2 separate regions of the Mus musculus genome follow, and region 2 is linked to region 1. The links are chromatin contacts, called in public HiChIP or PLAC-seq maps. All regions are on one chromosome and are shown on one strand. The core of a region is the stretch at or near the end of the contact, and the rest is flanking DNA. Distances in the headings are between cores, read along the strand shown. Region 1 overlaps Zfand3 (zinc finger, AN1-type domain 3). Region 2 overlaps Btbd9 (BTB (POZ) domain containing 9).

Region 1 (3,329 bases), core at 436-2,935:
AGTAAAACGAAACCATATAGACCAGAGCTCTGTCTCCTCAAGAGTTTTGGATAGTGTGCTGGTGGGGCCGTTTTTTCCAATCATTTATTTTCTTACCCTCTGTCAAAATTAATTATTAGAGAAATGGGAAAAATCGCTGAAGAAAGCAGACATACTGCACTGTTGAGCTGTCTGCCCTTTCCTGAGGAGAGCATTCTCCAGCTGTGGTCGGCTTCTCTCAGTGTATAATGTTTAGTTAAAACAAAGGTCCTTCATATTTACCCTGTTATTAAGAAGCCTAACTCATAGCTGTGTCAATGAAAAGATTGTTTTGTAGAGTTTACTACATGCTCAGGGTACAGGGAATATAAAGATAAGAGGTATCTATCCAGTCTACAGTGTTAGTTTGAAAACTACTGGTTGGAGAAATAGACTGAGTTAATTTTCTGTCAAGTGTTAATGTCATATTAGATGAAAATACTCATATTGCTAAAATGTAGAAACTCTAGAGTCCAAGTTCTCAAGGTAGCATTGTTTTGCCCTCACACAGCTGCAGCATTGCCACATTGGTCCGTGTGATTGATGCTTTTCCTCTTAACTGTGAGAGCACATAGGCTTCTCTGTCACTGAGTGTGAACTCGAATGCTGCTCTCCTAGGAAGCTGTGGAAGCATACTCAGTGCGTATCTCCAGTTTGACCTTCTTTGTCTTCTATTCCTGCCCAACTTTGTCCCTCCTGTGGCTTCTCGTTGCATCTGTTGCAAGTTCTGACATCTTCCTCCCTCTGCAGAAATGCTACTGCTCTGAAACATGCTCATTGTGTCTCTGTTTCTGACATGCTGCATTGTTTTTCTTCATGTAATTTAGGCTGTTCTTTTTCTCTCAATAAAGTATTTGTTTATAGTATTTTTTAAATAAATAAAAATATACTACCTTCTAAGTATTTTTTCCCCTCAGCTCCTTGTCTCTTTTGAAACCAGCCTTCATTCAGAGATAGACAAATATTTAATATTAAATATTGATTTGTTTCTGTAGTTCTGACACGTTCTTCCTCTTGCTCATTTAGGATTCGGCCTCTGTTTAGATGCGTAGCTCTTCCTTCTCTCTATTCCTGCACTTATTGAGTATCTGCTCTGTGTTATTGACTCTTGGGTCCTGCATATTGAGCATAAATAAACAGTCTTCTTTGGGACTTTGTGCTTTTCTGCATGTTTTTATAAATTATTTTTGCTGTAATACCTGTGTGCTTGGTGCTACCCAGGAAAGGGTGTCTGATGTCACAGATGGTTGTTAGCTACCATATGGTTACTGGGACTTGAACCTAGGTCTTGAAGAGCTAGCTTCCTTTTAATTACATTTAATTACATTTGCATTTGTTTTAAAAAAGATTTAAACCATTTTCACACTTGAAAAATCAAAATTTTTATAAAATAATGACTAGTTTAACTATATACTTATCACATAACTGTGTTCTTTTGACCTGTGATATTTTTATTCTTGTTAAGAAACTGACAATACTTTTTAAAAGATGGAATGTCACCAGTAAAGATAAATTCATTATTAACTTCCATTGAAATAGGGTAGTCATATCCTTGAGTCAGAAAGACAGTTTGACTTCTTGACTTTTTATTTGTACTTCCTAGGATTGGGTGCTTGTGGCTCAGTTGACAGCTCATGGTGTGTAGGTGTGCGTTCATTTGTTCATTCTGTCAGATAAAAAGCCACATGGTCTTTACAGTGTTGTGATCCTAGAAAGTGATGCTGGGGATGTTATGGTCCCACATTGGAATTTTACGATATTGGAAAAGTCCTGCTTTGTGTTTGGAGGTCTGCTCCCGTGGTTGAGCAAGGAACTTCCTTTATCTTTCCTTCAGGAGCTTCTACTCAAACCATGTTAGTAGACCACCTTGTGTTTGTGTGTGAATGAAAATATTTATGAGCAGGCAGAAGCAGTTAAGTAGCCACTTCTGTGATGGAGAGGGGCTGCTTATTCTATCCTCAGACATTACTTTTCCCCCAGAAATTGCCTGTCACTAACCTCCAGCAACAGAATGACTAATTATGAGTTGGAGTGTTAACATTCTTCACTGTTTTGACGTTGTGTGCTTGGCAGGATGGAGTGCTTTTTTTTTTTTTTTTTAACTTTTTCAGGGTGTCTATATTTATCAAATACATTGTAGATGCCTTTATAATAGTAAATATGTGATTTGTAACTCTAACCTTACAATTTTCATCAATAAAGCACAGCTGCTTAGGTACAAATCAGAATGGATTAAGCAGTTTGTTGTACCTTGTGGCTCCCTAGAGTAATTTCAACAATGAAGATTTACCAGGAGCCTATAGTGCCATGCCAGACTTTTGCAAGTGCAGTTCTGTGGCTAGTAAATATTTATCTTTAGTAGCCAAATGTGAAGCAGGGTTCACAAATTTCGGATGGCTGGTAGATGTTGTTATCTCAGCAGCGAAGGGGTGGTCCGAGATCTAGGATGTCATTGATCTCCAGTTGGTCCCCTGGTTCCGCTTATCAGTGGTGATAGACAGCTGTCGGATCAGTGGAGAGCCAGTGGGAGATGATGTCCTCACAAGGATGGAGATGCCTTGTGAGGCGGTTAGTTCTGTGGGTGCAGCATGTAGCTGTTGACTCTAGTCAGCCCCCCCCCCCCCCCCCCGTGTGTGTGTCTGTCTGTCTGTCTCTCCATCTCTGTCTCCCCACCCCCACCCCCTGACTGCTTTGCCTGCGTGTATGTATATGCGCCATGCCTGGCGACTATGAAAGTCAGAAGAGGGTGCCAGAATCTTCTGGAACTAGAGTTAGAAATGGTTGTAAGCTACTGTGTGAGTAGTGGGGGCCAAACTCTTAAACCATAGAGTCATCTCTGCAGCCCCTCTAGTCAGATTTTATCAATAGTCCCCAACCTCTTGAGGTGACCTGAGTAGAAATACAGTAACCTCTGTTGTATATGGAGGGAACTGTACCTTGTTTGACAGTCTCTCTCTGACTGTAATAATGTAGGGACAGGTATTTTAGGAGAGCATCCTGTTTTCAGCCAGTAAGTCTTCAGCCTGCTCTGCCCTTAGCAGCCCATGCTGTTTGTTTTTTATAATTATGTAATTTGATTTTCCTTTTCTTTTTCCCCTCCCCTTCTCACTCTCCCCTCTTTCTTTCTTTTGAGGAAAAGAGAGAGATCTCTATTGGCTACACTTGTCTCAAGTTCCTTGGCTTAGGCCTGTCTCCTGTTCAGACCGTATAGGCCCTGGATTTCTTATGCACACCATATTGGGTTTGTATTAATGAAAGGTTCTAGAAGAAAAATAAGATTATGGGGCTGGTGAGATTGCTCAACGGATAGG
Region 2 (3,329 bases), core at 301-2,800, 470 kb after region 1:
TCCTCCATGAGTAGAGGCAGCTAATGACTCCTAGGAAAGGAGACATTTCCTCAATGCTAGGCCCACTGGTAAGTTACCCACACTCCTATAAACAACCCTAATTAAACTCACTGGTTTGCAAAACAAAACCACAGGAGGTAGAAGCATACTGGGAGCCGGATCCTGGGGAGTTGCAGCGGGACTAGAAAGGGCAAGTGGGGGTGGGTATGTTGCATATCATATGCAAACTATATGATATGCATATATGAGTATGTCACGATGTAGGTGATTATGTGTATGTGAATAAAACAGACATAAGTAATTTAAATATCTCCATTATTTAAACTAAATGCTTTAATTACAAAGTTTTCCTTGGGGCTGGAGGGAAGTTAAGAGCACTTTGGCTCTTGGAGAGGACTGACCGGCTACCAAAGGCCTCATTGGGCAGCTCACAACCACGTGGAACTCTAGCTCCAGGCAACCCAATGCCCTCCTTTGACCTCTGTGGCTTATCTGTGCACATCCACAAGATATATTCACAAAGGCACACGCACACAAATATTTTTTTAAGTGAAAGGGGAATATGGTTTCCTTTCCTCTAGTCTCAGTCAGCCCCAATTACTAGTGGCTACTTCCCAGCTTTCTTTTCAAATAGGGTTAAGCACAGCAAAGCACTGTGCTGTGCAGAGTTCCCCACTGTTCTCAGGCTAGACACACTGCAGTACAGGGAGCGCAGTGCAGCCCTCAGAGCCCACACAGCTCAGCCACAGCACTGCAGCACCTCACCACCAAACAAAACTCCCGCTCTCCTGTTCGTGGGGACAGAAACCACTGGTCCTCTTCCTAACCCTTCGGTGCCATTTACTTTGGAGGAGCCTGTGTGCTTCTTTCTAGTGGGCTGAGGCCTCTGGGAGAAACTGAAAGAATGAAAATTGAGAAGGAAGCCATTCACAGGGCTCAGTTCCAGGGATATCTGCTTCTCAACTAGCACTCACGAACTGGTGAAGGCTCACCACACTCTGAGCTAAGCACAGCACAGCCACAGGAGACTCTGAAAGAGGAGGTGACAGTGACTCCTGAATACCAAGAATTCCTCTCTCTTCACTGTGTAGGTTACCCAGAGCTCATACATCAGAAGATAAGTAACTATCCTTCCCCATGACCTCCCTCCACTGTATATTTCACTGTATATTTCAGTATAAGGCATTCACAGTTCCTGGAGTTGTCAAGTCTTTTCCCTAGAAACTGCTGGAGTGGTGGGTGGCCCACAAGTGCCTCTCTACTCTGAAGGTGTCTATGGAATGCAGCCAGAGCAAACAAAGCATACTGAGTAATTCCCTGTTTGGAACGGGAAAGGCACCTCACAACTTCAGGATGATATGAGAGCAAACTTCTCCACTGGTACCCCAACTCCACCTAAACCCCAGTCAGAAAAGAGGAGCTGGAGTTGGGGGGGGGGGCTTTTTTTTTTCAATGCCTCTTCTGCTGGCTGACTCCTCTACAGACTAATGTCTGACTCCTGTCCTCTGAAGCTGCAGTGACAGTGGCCTTATAACAACACACATGGCTACTGAGCTAGTCCTGTGGCTAGTCCAAAGAAAACCACTGTCAAAGCTGGAAATACACATCATATTGCAAAGACTCAGCACTGCACTTCACTCAGCAGATGGGAAAACACTATTCTAGATCTGAGGACTCATCAGTCACTTCCCCGGCTCCCTGTACTTTCTCCTTCACATGGTTCCTGGGCTTTTGCAAGTGCACACAGGGCAGCATCCATCACACCTCTGGAGGCAGCGGGGCTTTAGAACAGGGCATCAGAGGATATCGAAAGTGATGGTGCACGCCTTTAATCCCAGCACTCGGGAGGCAGAGGCAGGCAGATTTCTGAGTTCGAGGCCAGCCTGCGAAAAAAACAAACAGAAAGAAAGAAAGAAAGAAAGAAAGAAAGAAAGAAAGAAAAAAATTTACACTGCCTGGGTTCAAGCCTTGGCAGCACCATTTAATAGGCTGTAGCTTTGGACATATTAGTTAACATCCTCCCAAACTACACTTTTTAAATATTCTTTATAAAGAATTATTATGTCTGTGTATGGGGGAGGGGCAAACGAGTCACAGCATATGGGAGTGGAAGTCAGATAACTCTTTGGGGTCCCTTGGGCTCCAGGGATCTAACAGAGGTTGTCAAGCCTGGGTGACAAGCACTTTACCTGCTGTGAACCATCTCACTGGCCTAAACTTCCCTTTTGTCTTCTACACAATGTAAGTAATAGAGAAACACTACTGTCCTGCATGCAAGGAAACCTCACCCATTTACTACAGTTATGACCACCGCCACCCACCACCAGTACACATGAAAAAAAGGACAGAGCTAACAGGAGCTGGAAAGATGGAAGAAGGGTAGCAACCGTGGCAACTCCAGAGCTGACGCTCTGATTAGTGCCAAAGAGATACAGTGGAAAGGCCCATGTTGGCATATAAAGAACTAAAGAGACTGAAATCAGAGCCACAGACACAAGCTCTATGGAAAAGTCCTGTGTTCGATTTCGATTCACCATCCTCAGTGTTCCCACATAACTCAGAAAACATGACTACACAGGGGCAGAGGAACCAACTGCTGTCCACAGTTGTGTAGGGGCATTAGCTAGGGCTCTGGGCAACCTAGCGACTACACTTGAAGTCTTCTGAACTCCATTCCACCTATCAATGTTCACAGCTCCTACCATGCATACTGCCAAGGAATGGAAACGATCATGCCCCTACATAGGCACTGATTTCGCTGGCCCTAGCCCAGCCTCCTCACGTGTTCAACCCACAGTGGAAGCCAGGATGTGGTACTGCTGGGTTTCTAAGATGCCATCCACTGTCTCCTGTTACCACTGCAGGCATTAGCAGCCAGAGAACTCGTGGACTCCAATTTAGGAGAATAATCGTTGAATGCCTGCTATCTGTTACCCGTTTCTTTTTAGATTATTATATTTATTAATGGGAGGAGTCGGGGACAATTTTCAAGAGCAGGTTCTCCTTCCACTTGTGGCCTCGGGGATCAAGCTCATCGGGTTCAACGGCAATGAGCAAAGCTTCCCCACACCACACCACCCTGCCAGCTCAATCTCATTTCTTTTTCTATCATGTTGGAAGCGGATCTTTGAAGATTCACATTAGCATTATATTTTTACTATATCCTTTTTTAAAATGGACTTGAGGCTGGAAAACCTCACAACTTCCATTTTTTCATGATCCTCCTCAATTATCAGTTATTAAGCAAGTCCTCTCAGGACACATGGCATTATTCCTTGAAATTAATTTTCACAATTACATAGACCTGTACTGGCTGCTAATTCATTTTC

The links. HiChIP or PLAC-seq counts read pairs in DNA pulled down with a chosen protein or histone mark.
Region 2: a contact with region 1 is called in a FOXA1 HiChIP or PLAC-seq map of pancreatic cancer cells. The contact joins two enhancer-like sites. A contact is called at or near these places in 1 of 115 datasets of contacts at active chromatin or transcription factors (pancreatic cancer cells) and 1 of 9 other capture datasets (embryonic stem cells).

Annotation. Positions count from the first base shown.
Region 1 is chr17:30,084,421-30,087,749 of GRCm38.p6, forward strand. All of the region lies in intron 2 of Zfand3 (zinc finger, AN1-type domain 3), which reads left to right. Among named protein-coding and RNA genes, the nearest start is that of Zfand3, 81 kb to the left of the region's middle. Within about 2 kb of position 1,686, at least 12 of the 459 cell types and tissues checked have an H3K27ac peak or open chromatin away from gene starts, as enhancers often do. A contact at or near this core is called in pancreatic cancer cells, where this site is marked.
Region 2 is chr17:30,549,656-30,552,984 of GRCm38.p6, forward strand. All of the region lies in intron 1 of Btbd9 (BTB (POZ) domain containing 9), which reads right to left. Among named protein-coding and RNA genes, the nearest start is that of Btbd9, 25 kb to the right of the region's middle. RefSeq lists an enhancer at 1-2,895. Within about 2 kb of position 1,551, at least 61 of the 459 cell types and tissues checked have an H3K27ac peak or open chromatin away from gene starts, as enhancers often do. A contact at or near this core is called in pancreatic cancer cells, where this site is marked.